Regions from separate parts of the Macaca mulatta genome. Here region 1 is linked to region 2. The links are chromatin contacts, called in public Hi-C maps. All regions are on one chromosome and are shown on one strand. The core of a region is the stretch at or near the end of the contact, and the rest is flanking DNA. Distances in the headings are between cores, read along the strand shown.

What was found. A called contact is a pair of places that touch in the nucleus more often than the background predicts.
Region 1: a Hi-C map of fetal cortex germinal zone shows a contact between it and region 2, with 2.5 times the contacts expected there. The contact joins the promoter of TP53 here to the promoter of FGF11 in region 2. A contact is called at or near these places in 2 of 14 Hi-C or Micro-C datasets (fetal cortex germinal zone and liver).

Annotation. Positions count from the first base shown.
Region 1 is chr16:9,178,184-9,182,014 of T2T-MMU8v2.0, forward strand. TP53 (tumor protein p53) reads right to left here and starts at 1,465. Exons shown (of 11, transcript NM_001047151.2): 1 at 1,403-1,465. WRAP53 (WD repeat containing antisense to TP53) reads left to right here and starts at 2,361. Exons shown (of 11, transcript NM_001260926.1): 1 at 2,361-2,577; 2 at 2,664-3,095; 3 at 3,240-3,338; 4 at 3,607-3,718. The coding sequence starts at 2,665.
Region 2 is chr16:8,921,880-8,926,337 of T2T-MMU8v2.0, forward strand. FGF11 (fibroblast growth factor 11) reads left to right here and starts at 2,401. Exons shown (of 5, transcript XM_001108934.5): 1 at 2,401-3,960. The coding sequence starts at 3,768. It overlaps TMEM102 (transmembrane protein 102), which reads left to right. Exons shown (of 3, transcript XM_077970193.1): 2 at 9-241; 3 at 349-1,678. The coding sequence starts at 28. The coding sequence ends at 1,661.

The DNA.
Region 1 (3,831 bases), core at 215-2,714, 260 kb after region 2:
ATGTACGGCACAAAGTGCCCGGTATGCGGCAGGTGCATGGGGAGAAACTGCGGAATGAAACAACAGCGAGCTAAGAGATGGGTAACCGGCAGAAATGAATTCGAGTTCCGCCTCCTACCGGGAAGAACCGGCTCGGGTCGGAGGGCTGCACGGAGGACCACACGGACGCCTGCGGGCCCGCCCCTTCCGCTTCACGACGTTCGGCCTGCGTCTGGAACTGGAATGGCCTAGCCCAAAGCCAGATAACAGGTAGATTGTTTTTCCGACAGATTATCAAACGATCCATTATTGCACTCTTTCAAAATTTGATTATCAGACGTACCCATTCTTTTTTTTTTTCCTCCGGAAAGATGAGATGTACTCATTCTTGAAAATACCCCCCGGGCTTGCCTTCTGCACACTTCTTTCCCTCCCTGTCTCACGCCATGGTAGCGTCCGCCTAGGTTGCAGGCGACCCGCGGGGTGGGGCACACCATTCAAAGAAGGGGAGGGATTGAGGTTTGCATCAAAACAAATACCCCTGCCTTTGCAAAGGCCATAACCAAGTAATCCAGAAAAAAAAAGTGCGGGCGGAGAATAGCAGCCTCCCTCTGCAAGTAAAAGGAACCGGCCTAAAGGACATTTTTTCTCTCTCTCCTCCCCTCTCATCGGGTGAATAGTGAGCTGCTCCGGCAAAAAGAAACCGGAAATGCTGCTGCCACAAGCAGAAATGTAAATGTGGAGCCAAACAATAACAGGGCTGCCGGCCCTCTCAGATTGAGATGGTCCTCCTCGGCCTGGCGGGCAAACCCCTCGTTTAGCATTTCTCACTTCCACGACTGACAGCCTTCAATTGGATTTTCTCCATCTAGCGGAGCCAAGGGCTGGCTGGAAAGATCGCTGCAGGAAGGACAAAGGTCCGGAAGTTGTGGGACCTTAGCAGCTTGGGCTCCCCGGATCACCTCCAAATGATCATTTCGGAATGGAGCCCGAGGTTTCACTAGAATGCCATGGGCTCCAAAATATACAGCCATGAGTTCTCAATGTTTCGAGATCCAAAAGTCTCAGATCTCAATGCTTTGTGCATCTTCTATTTCAGGGATTCCCTACGCCTAGCAACGGGTAGATGGGCAAAGGAGTACCCTTTAGGCCGGCTCAAGGTTCCCCAAAGCTCCACTTCTCTGCCTAGGCGTTCAACTTTGAGTTCGGATGGTCCTAACATCCCCACCATCTACACCCAGGTCTCCCAACAATGCAACTCCTATGTTGATCCCTCTAGCCAAGCTTCCATCCCACTCACCCCCAAACTCGCTAAGTCCCCACTGCCCCACCCCCAGCCCCAGCGATTCTCCCGAGCTGAAAATACACGGAGCCGATAGCCCGTGACTCAGAGAGGACTCATCAAGTTCAGTCAGGAGCTTACCCAATCCTCAGGGAAGCGTGTCACCGTCTTGGAAAGCACGCTCCCAGCCCGGACGCCAAGTGTTCCCGGAGCCCCGCAGCTACCTGCTGCCTGGATGGTGGCTCTAGACTTTTGAGAAGCTCAAAACTTTTAGCGCCAGTCGAGCACATGGGAGGGGAAAACCCCAATCCCATCAACCCCTGCGAGGCTCCTGGCACAAAGCTGGACAGTCGCCATGACAAGTAAGGGCAAGTAATCCGCCCGCTGGAGGAAGCAAAGGAAATGGAATTGGGGAGGAGGGTGCAGAGAGAGTCAGGATTCTCGCCGAACTGGTGCCGTAGATACTAACATTTTGGGGTGGAAAATTCTACAAGCCAGAGCTGTGAGGGCAGAATTGGTGGAAACCATTTTGGAGGAATCCTGCGCTGTGTCAAATATGAAGGGAAGAAAGCTTTTGCGTTTGCTCTCAGCTGGATCCTTTCTTTTCAACAGCTAAAATGTCATTTTTTAGGAAGGCTTTCCTTAATATCTCACGCTAACGTTTTCTCCCACATACTTTGTATCACACCATCTTGTTTAATCTTCACAATACTTATCACTCTGAAAATATTTGTTAATTGCTTTCAGTACATGGAAACGTAAGCTTTATGAGGATATAGAATTTTTCTACTATCTTATTTATTGTTGTATTCCTCAGTGCCTATATCAGTCCTGGGTAGCAAGTAAGAGCTCGATAATAAATACTTTTTGAATGAAGGAAGAGAGAAAGGTCTGGAGCCTGGAGAACGAGATGAAAAGAGGTGCAAGACCTGCAGCGCCCTCTGCAGGCGGCGGGGGATGGTGCAGGTGCTTTAAGAATTACCGCGGGACTCGGTAGGGGGAGCGCAGGCGCTTCTCCCCAAGATAGAAGAGTTTAGACTACAACTCCCAGCAGCCACGAGAAGCCCTAGGGCTTGATGGGAACGGGAAACCTTATAACCTTTCACGTCCCGGCTCCGCGGGTTCCGTGGGTCGCCCGCGAAATCTGATCCGGGATGCAGCGGCCCAATCGGAAGGTGGGCCCAAATCCCGCGACAGCAAGAGGCTCGTAGCGACCTGCGGTGCTAAGGAACGCAGTGCTTTCAAAATTGGCGTCCGCTGTTCGCCTCTCCTCCCGGGAGTCTTCTACCTCCTCCCAGAAGAGGAGGGAAGCACAGGTGGGTTTCATTAGCTCTGCATCGGATCCCTGAGAACTTCGAAGCCATCCTGGCTGAGGCTAATGTCCGCTGTGCTTCCTCTGCAGTATGAAGACTTTGGAGACTCAACCGTTAGCTCCGGACTGCTGTCCCTCAGACCAGGATCCAGCTCCGGCCCATCCTTCTCCCCACGCTTCCCCGATGGATAAAAATGCGGACCCTGAACTGATGCCACCGCCTCTCGAAAGGGAGGATCCGCCCCGGTTGTCCCCAGATCCTGTGGCTGGCTCAGCTGTGCCCCAGGAGCTAGGGGAGGGGGACCCAGTTTCTCTCTCCACTCCCCTGGAAACAGAGTTTGGTGCTCCTAGTGAGTTGAGTCCTCAAATCGAGGAGCAAGAACTTTCTGAAAATACGAGACTTCCTGCAGAAGAAGCAAACGGGAGCCTTTCTGAAGAAGAAGCGAACAGGCCAGAGTTGGGGTCTGAAGAAGCCATGGAAGATGCCTCTGGGGAACCCGCTGCAGAGGACGAGGGAGACACGTAAGTGGTGATGGCAGTGGAGTGTGGAGTCTGGGGAGATGAAGTGTGAGGTCGACCTGTCCTCTGGTCCTCAGAACCACTTCTCTAGGCCCCTGCCTCCGTTGCTTGGCGACCCAGGTTTGTTGTCCCCCATCTTCCTTTCAGTGCTTGGAACTACAGCTTCTCCCAGCTGCCTCGATTTCTCAGTGGTTCCTGGTCAGAGTTTAGCACCCAACCTGAGAACTTCTTGAAAGGCTGTAAGTGGTAAGGATAACAACGGGGCAGGGAGCTGACCACCCCCAAGATTTTCACCGTAGAACAGTCCGGTTATCTAGGAGAGGGATGCCCCAGAGCTGGGAGAAGGAGCACGTAGCCCTTTTAGACTGAACTTACATTTTATCTAGCAGTGTGTGTCTTCTCCTTCCCTCAAGGATTCAGGGGAGGCTTACCTACCCCAGAGGTAGGCTCAGCCCTAGACCTACACTTGAAAAGCATAGGTCTGGCCAGCTTTGTAACTCTTTCCTGTTTCTAGGGCTCCTGACGGTTCCTGCATCTTGACCAATAGTGCTGATAACATCTTGCGAATTTATAACCTGCCCCCAGAGCTGTACCACGAGGGGGAGCAGGTGGAATATGCAGAAATGGTAAGGACTGGGGCTAACTCGGCCTCTTCCTCAGTGCTACACATTTAAGTCCTTCATGGAGATGGAGAAAGTGTAGTCCAAGTGCTTCCTGTTCACAAACGGGACTGTTTTTC
Region 2 (4,458 bases), core at 1,151-3,650:
TTCCCTAGCCCGAAACGATAGAACCGCATGGCTTCCGCGGTCTGGGGGAGTGCCCCCTGGTGGGGCCCGCCGCCCCCGGCCCCAGCTCGGCCGCTCACGGACATCGACTTCTGCTCCGGGGCACAGCTGCAGGAATTGACGCAGCTGATCCAGGAGCTGGGTGTGCAGGAGAGCTGGAGTGACGGGCCCAAGCCCGGAGCCGATCTCCTCCGGGCCAAGGACTTTGTCTTCTCTTTGCTTGGTAAGTAACCCTACTTGCCTTTGGGAGCTCACAGCTCTCAGCCTCACTACGCCCCCGCCCCCGCCCCGGCTTTGGGCGACACCCTCACGATCCGTTCCATTTTTTAGGTCTAGTTCACCGCCGGGACCCTCGCTTTCCTCCCCAGGCAGAGCTCTTGCTGCTTCGTGGTGGGATTCGCGAGGGCTCCCTGGATCTGGGGCATGCACCCCTGGGTCCCTACGCCCGAGGACCTCACTACGATGCCGGCTTCACACTCCTAGTGCCCATGTTTTCACTGGACGGCACTGAAGTGCAACTGGACCTGGAATCCTGTTACGCACAGGTCTGCCTCCCAGAGCTGGTGTGCGGAACCCCTATCCGGGAGATGTGGCAGGATTGCTTAGGACCCCCAGTCCCAGGAGCACGTGATTCGATCCACCGAACGGAGATCGAAGAAAGTTCCAAGGACTGGCAAAGCTCTGTAGACCAGCCGCACAGCTACGTCACTGAGCACGAGGCGCCAGTGTCTTTGGAAAAATCACCTAGTGACGTTTCATCGTCCGAGTTGCCTCAGTATGACGTCGTCGACCTTGGCTCTAGCGCGCCTTTGAAAACACTGAGTAGTGACGTCACCAAGGCAGACGTCGAAAGCCCAGTCCCAAAGCCGTCGGAGGCTCGGGAAGCGTGGCCCACATTATGTCCCTCCCAGGTGGCTACCTGGTTCTTTGCTACGCTGGCGGCCGTCGCCGAGTCTCTGATCCCTGTCCCGGGTGCTCCGCGTCTGGTGCACGCAGCTCGCCACGCGGGTTTCACCACCGTCCTTCTGGCTACTCCTGATCCCCCTCGCCGCCTCCTGCTCTTCGACCTGATCCCAGTGGTATCCGTGGCCGGCTGGCCCGAGGGGGCTCGGAGCCACTCATGGGCTGGTCCTCTGGCCTCTGAGTCAGCTTCCTTCTACCTGGTGCCCGGTGGCGGCACCGAGCGACCGTGCGCCTCCGCCTGGCAGCTCTGTTTCGCCCGCCAGGAGCTGGCGCTCAAAGCGCGCATACCAGCGCCGCTGCTACAGGCGCACGCGGCGGCCCAGGCGCTACTGCGCCCGCTGGTGGCCGGGACCCGGGCAGCGGCGCCCTACCTCCTGCGGACGCTGCTGTACTGGGCGTGCGAGCGGCTGCCCGCGCTCTACCTGGCGCGGCCAGAAAATGCGGGCGCCTGCTGCCTCGGGCTGCTAGACGAGCTGGGCCGAGTGCTCGAGGCTGGGACTTTGCCTCACTATTTTCTGAACGGCCGAGAGCTCCGTACCGGGGACGGCTCCGCTGCGCTGCTCGGAGAATTGGTCCGGCTCCGCGGGGACCCTGCCCGGGCCCTCCGTGCCGCGGTGGAGGAGGCCAAGGTGGCCCGCAAAGGGGGCGGTTTGGCCGGCGTGGGGGGCGGGGCCCATTAAAGATGCTGTTCCTACCAGTGGAAAGTGCCTCTGTGGGCGAGCGAGACGTGGGGGGCACAGCTCGCCCCTCGCCTGGGGGACTGACTGTGTGCCCTGGGCCTGAAGCCCCCCTTCTGGAAGGCCTCCCTGTTGGTTCCTCCTCTAGGACCACCCGCCTGCCCCGGCACAAGTTGCCCCATTCCAGCCTCGCTACTCTACACTTCTGTGGCCAGCACTCCGCCCAGGGGCAGCTTCCAGAAACCGTCTGTCCCCAGTTCTTTTGGTCATTTCTCTTAAGGGTCAATAGAAATGGGAGAAACATGTTTGCTGACCAAACGCGGAAAGGAGTTATGGAGACCAGGGTCTGATCAATTTGGCTCACACACAAAGGCAGAGATATGAAGGAGGCCGGATTTCGCCCGAGGCTGGATCTCACCACTACCCCTCCTCCATCTCTCCAGTTCTTCCCCCACTTTCCTCGTGCTGTTCTGTCCTCGCTAACATCCCGGCTAGTAGGGTCCCTTTCCATTCTCCCAGCGTCCGCCATTCCATCTCCCTTGGGCCCAACCTCTCCTTCCTATCCAGAGGTGCGTTCGGGAGGCCTTCTTGTCCCTCCTTCTCTGAAGGCTGAGACGTGCGGCCTTGCCTCGGCTTTGCCTGCTTGTAAGACACAGTCCGCGCTCTCTACCTCCAAGGAACCCCGGGGTTCCTCCTGCCCGGCTTCACCCTCCTATTTCCCAGCGTCTCCGCCCCCTGCCCCGCCCCCGGGCCGGCTCTCCGAGGAGGGGGAACTGCTGTCGCCGCCGCCGCCGCCTCAGCTTCCCACAGCCGCTGCCGCTGCCGCCGCTGCCGCCGCTCTGCCTGGTCCAGCCACCGGCCCAGTGCTCTGACTTCGCCGGACCGGGGAGCTCTGCAGAGACACCCTCACTCCTTCCCCAGGGTCCGGGACGCCTAGCCGGGCGTGGGGGGAAGCTCCGTTTGCGGGGGACAGGGAGGGAGGAGCCTGGAGCCGAAGCCAGCGCCACCCGTCGCCGGATCAACAGGACAGGACAGGTTGAGGGGCGTCGGGGAAAGGAAGAGGGGGTGCTATAGGCAATCCCGGGGAGGACGAGGAAGCCCTGTCGCAGGAAGCTGTGATCCGCTCTGACTTGTGGGGGGCCTGTTCACATTTGGGGACTGGTGACAACGTGGGTGCACTCCTCTCTCGGGGGGCTGGTTAGATTGGAGGGCGTGGGATCTAAACAGCACCAGCTGTCCCCAAGAAAATTTAAGGGGCAGCCAGGGGAGAAAAAAAAAGCAAACACGGATGCTCCTCATTTTGAGGTGGTGGAAGGCCCTCCAGACAACTACGTGGTGTATCCACTAGGAAGGGTGGATTTGGAGGTGACTTCAAAAGGAGCGGAGGGTGTGAAGGTGAAGAAACGGTCTTGGCCGCTAGAATTCTATGCTACTAGACATGGGGGTGACTTGGTGAAAAAGCTGTTATCCAGCCAGAGGGTCTGGGAGCCCCGTCTTACTGAATCTGGGCAACCTGGATACTCTGAGACATATTTTGGGGAGATTTCAGTGAAAAAAGTGGGGGATCCCCTCCATTTAGAGTGTAGCAAAGGAAAAAACACCAAGGTTGGGTTCCTTCCTGACATTGGCAGTGCCCCGGTAGGGGTGGGATGAGCGAATATCCCCAAAGCTAAAGTCCCACACCCTGTAGATTACAAGAGTGGATTTGGTAGAAGTGTGCCCCCAAATACAGTGGAAAGGTGCCTGGAGATATTTTAACCACGTCTTGGAAATTTGGGGGGTCTTGGTTTTGGGATAGGTGAAGTGGGGACAGACACTGGAGAGGAGGGAAAGGGGACATTTTCAGTAGGAGGCAAAACTCGAGGGTGGGATCCACTGAGGAGTACATAGGCTGCTGGATCCGGTGGAGCCAGCACTGGGCCCACGGGTGGCAACTGGCTGCTGTGGAGGGGTGTACGTGGGGTGGGGGGTTCTGGGGCTTATCCTCAGGTCCTGTGGGTGGGGCAGCGAGTCGGGGCCTGAGCGTCAAGAGCATGCCCTAGTGAGCGGGCTGGAGCCCAGCGCGCTCCTGGCGCTGGCCGGTTTGGGGGTGTCTCCTCCCGGGGCGCCATGGCGGCGCTGGCCAGTAGCCTGATCCGGCAGAAGCGGGAGGTCCGCGAGCCCGGGGGCAGCCGGCCGGTGTCGGCACAGCGGCGGGTGTGTCCCCGCGGCACCAAGTCCCTTTGCCAGAAGCAGCTCCTCATCCTGCTGTCCAAGGTGCGACTGTGCGGGGGGCGGCCCGCGCGGCCGGACCGCGGCCCGGGTGAGTGCGGCTGGGGCGGGGTCTCCCGGCCAGAGGTTTCTCTGCCTGGGAGATTGAGGCCAGGGACTCTGAAGGATAGGGCCCGGCTGAGGGGCTCCTCGAAAGTGGAAGGGGGTGGGCCAGGACTACAAAGTCCCTGCCAGACTGTGCCTCAGTTTCCCTTCTCTTTAGTCCATAACCCGGAGTCTCCTTATTTTCGAGGTCAAGGGGAAGGCTTGAGGGGCTAAGTCTGTATCCCCGAAAGCCTCGCAGTTCCTGCTTGTCCCCCCTTCCCAACACAGCAGTCCCCACCCCCATCGTCCTCCGCCTACGTGCAGGTTCTCGCGATTCTTTCAATCTGGAGCGGAGAGGCCTGGGGGTTTCCAGATGCCTGGGTCACCCCAAGGGTTTCTGCAGCTCCAGCAGCACGCCCCCCCAGCCCCTGCCCGCCCCGGTTCTCCCGCTCCTCCACGCCTGGGCTCGGTTCCTCCTGGTCGAGCTCTTCTGGCTCCGAGCCAA